Linked DNA regions of Hordeum vulgare: region 1 is linked to region 2. Evidence: chromatin contacts called from public Hi-C data. All regions are on one chromosome and are shown on one strand. Each heading gives the region's core, a stretch centred on a gene start, on an enhancer-like site or on the middle of the called end of the contact. The rest is flanking DNA. Distances are from core to core; before and after follow the strand shown. Region 1 holds the start of LOC123398207 (protein RALF-like 33). Region 2 holds the start of LOC123451896.

Region 1 (2,700 bases), core at 74-2,573, 130 kb before region 2:
TATGTGTTTTTGATGACTTCTTTGGTTCACGCTATTTACAAATTGTGAAAATAGAAAAAAAATGTAGGATTTGAAATCTCATAGAAATTTATTTTTTTGCAGGAATATCATAGAATGTTGAATTATACGTGAATTGAGAACACACTGTGTCATAGATGTTGTTTAGTTGAACTATGCGTGAATTTGCCAAGAATTATGCATGAATTTGCCAATCAGATTGTATGCAAGGCAGTCCATATAAAGTTTGTACCATTTGTATGTTCCTACGAACCAAGCACATCACACAGGAAGAATTCCTAACGGGTAGAATCCTACAAAATTCTCATGAATTTTGTTTGTACCAAGGAGGCCCCGAAAGTGCCACTCCATCAAAAAACCTCAGACTTGAAAGTATAGAGATGAGTGAACAAAGTGCACATATCACCGCATAAACAATGCTTTCCCAGGAACAAAACAACCATAGATGCTCTTTCAAAATCTCATCGAGTAGTATTTAATTCGTATGACTTGCGGAAACTGTGACGGAGGGAGTAAGCCGTTTTCCATCGGCAAGTTGACCATTTTGCAATCAAAACGTAGACACCAAGAAGAAATTCCTTGGAGAAAGAAGATAGGAATATGAGAAATAAAGAAAGAATGACCGGCCTCATATTCAATCTGAATTGCAAGAGTGCTGTCGAGGCTAGCACGTAGATGAAAAACTATAGTAGGTCAAGAGAACACATGTAAGCACGTAGCATGTTGAATTGTTGGCATGCCAAAGTTTTGGTGAAAAAGAAAACCACGTAGCATTTCGAAGAGTTGCTGCCTTTGTAAGGTTATATGACGGTCACTGACAAAGGATACCTACGTGGTATGCAAGGGAAGGGACGTGAAAGTTGCACGTTATAGTACACCTTTGTAAAATCCACCGAACAGGATCAGGTTTTGAAGCGAAGGCTATTATTGGTAGCAGCACAATTTTAAACGAAACTTTTTATCATAACACAAAAACCCCTCTTGTATCCACTTGGTGTACTCGTGAAATTCGCGTAATAATACGGCACCATCTAGGAGCAGCAAATTTAGCAAAGCAACGGACAGTGGCCAAACTCCACAGGAAGGCCACCTGAAAAGCTGCCACCGTCCCACGATCCTCCATGTTCCCACAAGGAACCCTTGTCCCATTGTAGATTATACTAGTTGGGTTTAATCATCCAGCAAGGTTTGCGGCGATCATATGCCGCTGTTACGACCACGCGGCTCGTCTCATCCTCCGTTGCCTGCCTGCACATGGCCATAGTCTCTGGCTACACGCTTCATCCTCCTCATCTCATGAGTTGTGTCCAGTTGCACCGCACCGCACCGCAACGCGGCCGCGCTCCTCGTCTTTATTATCTGGCTCGGGGGTTGGGGACCCCTTTCTATTTCACTAGCCCCACCCCCGCCGCTTCCCAACCTCACTTTATCTCGCCCGCCCTCTCCTCTCCGCTCGTCACACCAGGCCAGCTAAGGATTCGCTGTGCGCTCCCCTCCCCCACGCGCATTCATTCCCTCGCCGCCGCCGACTCCGCGCCGCGCCATGGCCGGCGTTAGGAGCCTCGTGCTGCTCCTCCTAGTGCTCGCCGTCGCGGCGCTGTCCGCCTCCGCCACCTCCATCGCCGGCGGGGACCACCTGCAGCTCGGCCTCTTCGCCGGCCCCGGCCGCGGGGAGTGCAGGGGCACCGTGGCCGAGTGCGGCGGGGAGGACGCGGAGGGGGAGCTCGGGTCGGCGTCGGCCGAGGCGCACCGCCGCGTGCTGCAGGGCCGCGGCTACATCAGCTACGGCGCGCTGCGCAGGGGCACCGTCCCATGCAACCGCCGCGGTGCCAGCTACTACAACTGCCGCCCCGGCGCCCAGGCCAACCCCTACCACCGCGGCTGCTCCCGCATCACACGCTGCCGCGGCTAAGCCAAGGAGATCACGTCCTCTCTTCTCAGTTCCAAATAAGCTGCTGCTTCTCGCGCTCTTCTTCGAGCGGTACCTCTAGTATACTACTGCTGCTACTATTTACGTACTGTATTAGTTAATTGCTTTGGTTGCCGCCTCCGCCGCCGTATTGGCCTACTGGGACATTTGTTGCCGTCGTTGTTGTAAAGTAAAAGAGAGATTTGTGCCTTAATATCAAGAGATATTTGTTATTCTTTCAAGTTTGCATGCCCCTCTTCCCTTGATCTTCTTGGAGTAAGATGATGAACTTGAGGTTCTTTGTTGTCTGATTTAAGAAAATACTACTTTGCTTTTGTTGAATGGAGATCAGATTGGTTTCGGAGAAAAATAAATTCAACAACGTCGTTCAGGTGGATCTAGGGCGTAGAACCATCCGCCACCTTCGTGTCTAGAGATCAAGTGCTATCACTAATTTGTATAGATCTTGGCAGGGACGGAGGAGGACTAGCTATTTTGCTCTTTCTCCTAGCACGTCGTTGTTGTTTATTTTTGGGCCGTAGAGGTTGGTTGTTTTTTGGTTTGGTTGGGCAACAGACAAGAGTTAGTGGAGGCCATGTTTGCTCACTGCCTCGCTTGTCCCTCCTGCCTACTTAGTCATAGCATAAATCAATTGATGGTGATAATTAACTTACTTAGTGGAGTACTAGTATTACTCCCTCCTTCACAGTTTAACAGTTTAAAAGGCATGCATGTATATTTAGATTGTTAATTTGACTTATGTAAAATATATT
Region 2 (2,700 bases), core at 32-2,531:
CAACACAAAAGAGTGCCGCCATCGCTAGTCTTGACAACAAGCTGAGAACGAGGTTTTCACCCGGATTCGCTCGATGAACCTCCATCAAGCATCGTGTGCATGGGTTGCCACCGATATGAGCCATCACGTAGCGAGTAGGCCGTACCAGCCATATCATATCTGTTCGGAGGCCAGACCACGCATGGCGCCGACCCGTTCGCCAGGCCCTCTGCGTCGCCGCCGTCGATCCGGGGTCAGATGGCCCATTGTCGCACATCTGGTAGCCGTCGCCGAACAAAGCCAACGTTGCTGCCCGAAAGGCCATCCGTCGTGCCCTCAACCATTGTCGCCCGAGGCAGAGTCAGCCATCGTGCCGCCGCCGGTCAAGGCAGGAACACCCGCCGCGTCGCCAAGGCCAGATCGGTCGTGCCTCCTCACGCCGCAGGGCTCCGCACCATCCCCATGACGTAGGAGAGAGGGAGGCCCCCACCACCGCCGTCGGCCTGCGGGCTATAGGCCGGCGGCTTCCCTTGGAGCATCAAATGGAGGGAGGGAAGGAAGGAGAGCCCCCGACGACTAGGGTTTCGTCCTGCCCTAGTCGTCCGAGCGGGGGCGACGCGGGGGTTTATCCTCTCGACGTGCTAGTTGTTTTGATTTCCTCTATGATAGAAAGATAGGAGCGAGCAGTAGGGTAACAATTTATGCATGATATAATAAAGAACAATGTTTAGCGTGAACTATGAACAAAACCGTGCATCATTTATAATTTTTTTTAAAATACTTATTGTTGAAGAGAACTAGAACAACAAGTATTGTGGTACGGAGGGAATACTTAGAGAAAAAGTTAGAGAGATCTCTGCCGGTACACTCGATTCCAGCTGGCCGGCGACAATGATCCAGGTGCTCTGCTCACCTTGGTGACAGTGTATAGTTAAGTGAACCTTCTTTGAAGAGTCCAGAAATAGTAAGCAAACACTAGTGGACGAAGTGAGCCCGCCACTCAGATCTGTACTAGTCGGGTTGCGGCGGTTCACTGGCCATGAACTGATCAGCTCAAGAAACCTTCCGCGCGATGGTTCTTCCAAGAAAATCACCGACATGCATGTTTCTACGCCTTGTCAGCCCCACTCGTGACAGGGGCCCATTTTCAGTGCATTAATCTTGCTAAAAACTGCAGAGGAAGCTCCGGCGGTATATAACTGCATTAAAAAATAGTAGAAAAATATGTACATTGAGCTGCCTGTTATCGTCAACTACAAAGGAAAGAAGAAGAAGAAAACGTTCCAAACGCACTGCCACAAAACGCAAGGCGAAAGTACCAAAGAAGAAGCGGATCCGCCGTTGACAATCACAAGTCAAGTAGTATTGTAAAAGCATAGGCAACTCAAACGCCGCCAAAGAAAATCCAAAGAAGCTGAGACTAGGGAACCATCCCAGCTTCTTCCTGCAGGTTTCCCCCGCCCTCCATTTCCTGCCCCCTTCCTCCTCCTCATCTATATCAGACCCCCTGCCAATGGACTCCTCCTTCCCTTTCTTCCACAATGGCTTCTTCCAAGCGGCCCCGTCCATGTTCCGGCGACGGCGGCGAGCTCTCCCGGCCTTGCAAGCGCTGGACATCACTCGTCATGTGAGTCTCCGCCTCTGGATTTCCATCCTTGGGATCAAATCAACGGCTGGTCAACTTAATTACCTTGTTCATATGCGATCCTGAGCTGATCTGTTTGGGTGGCAGGCATGTGAGGGGGAGGAGGACCATGGGTCAGGGAGTGTTTGGCTTCAGAGGGATCATAGGGGAGGAGTTCATGGCCATGTTCCTGCCGGTTTTCAGCAACATGGTTCAGAGAGTGGTAGGCACTTGGTCAAACAAAGCGCTTCCTGTCCCCATATGCCCTTTTTGATTTATTTATGAGAATTTTTAGTAGTACCTGTGTGTGCTTCTCATATCTGTAAAGGAACAGCTAAAAGAAAGGCCTATTATTCATTTGTGATACTTTGATATATTCACGTTTATAACAGCTAAAGGCCAAACATACGAATCTGTTCTTGATAATCTTTGTCTTCTTCTCAATATCATCTGGAAAAATTATAACCTTTCTCACATCTGCATATTTCAGGTTTCAGAGGAGGTAGAGAAAGCCATGTTCAGACAATTCAGTGCAGCAGCAGCGCCTCCAAGGTGGGAGATATACTTCTCCTTTCTCATGATAAAATTAGATCCATTTTACAAAATGTTTCAAGTCAGTCTCACTGCTCCTAACATACATGCTAAGCTGCCTCAATATGCTTCCATTTGCTCAATTTTGATGGTAATTTTTTGAGCTATATATGTAGGCTATTAGCTGGCCGGAGCCACCGTCCGAGGTATCAGCTCATGTTCTTGAATGATCTAAAACCAGTTTACACCATGATGAAGTTAGAAGCCAAGGATGGATCAGCTCTCAAGGTGGCCATGGTTGAAAACCTCGAAAACGACCAGACGAACGTCGTCAGGTTCGGTCATCTTTCTTCGGTTAGGGTTGAGGTTGTAGTCCTCCATGGCAACTTCAATGCTAAAAAAGAGGAATGCTGGACTCCTGAGGAATTCAGCAAGCATATAGTATGGGGCCGAGAGAAAAGCGCAAAACTCCTCAACGGTGATCTGATGCTGAAGCTCAGTGGAGGGGAAGCTTTCCTTGGAAGTGCTAACTTCACTGATAACTCTAGCTTCACAAGCACTAAGAA

What was found. Hi-C and Micro-C count contacts between places; a contact is called where the count stands out from the background.
Region 1: a Hi-C map of leaf shows a contact between it and region 2, with 2.6 times the contacts expected there. The contact joins the promoter of LOC123398207 here to the promoter of LOC123451896 in region 2. A contact is called at or near these places in 3 of 6 Hi-C or Micro-C datasets (leaf and seedling) and 1 of 1 datasets of contacts at active chromatin or transcription factors (embryo).

The regions. Positions count from the first base shown.
Region 1 is chr5H:116,259,766-116,262,465 of MorexV3_pseudomolecules_assembly, reverse strand. It overlaps LOC123398207 (protein RALF-like 33), which reads left to right and starts at 1,323. Exons shown (of 1, transcript XM_045092706.1): 1 at 1,323-2,169. The coding sequence starts at 1,562. The coding sequence ends at 1,930.
Region 2 is chr5H:116,130,608-116,133,307 of MorexV3_pseudomolecules_assembly, reverse strand. It overlaps LOC123451896, which reads left to right and starts at 1,281. Exons shown (of 10, transcript XM_045128445.1): 1 at 1,281-1,606; 2 at 1,712-1,826; 3 at 2,094-2,155; 4 at 2,311-2,700. The coding sequence starts at 1,521.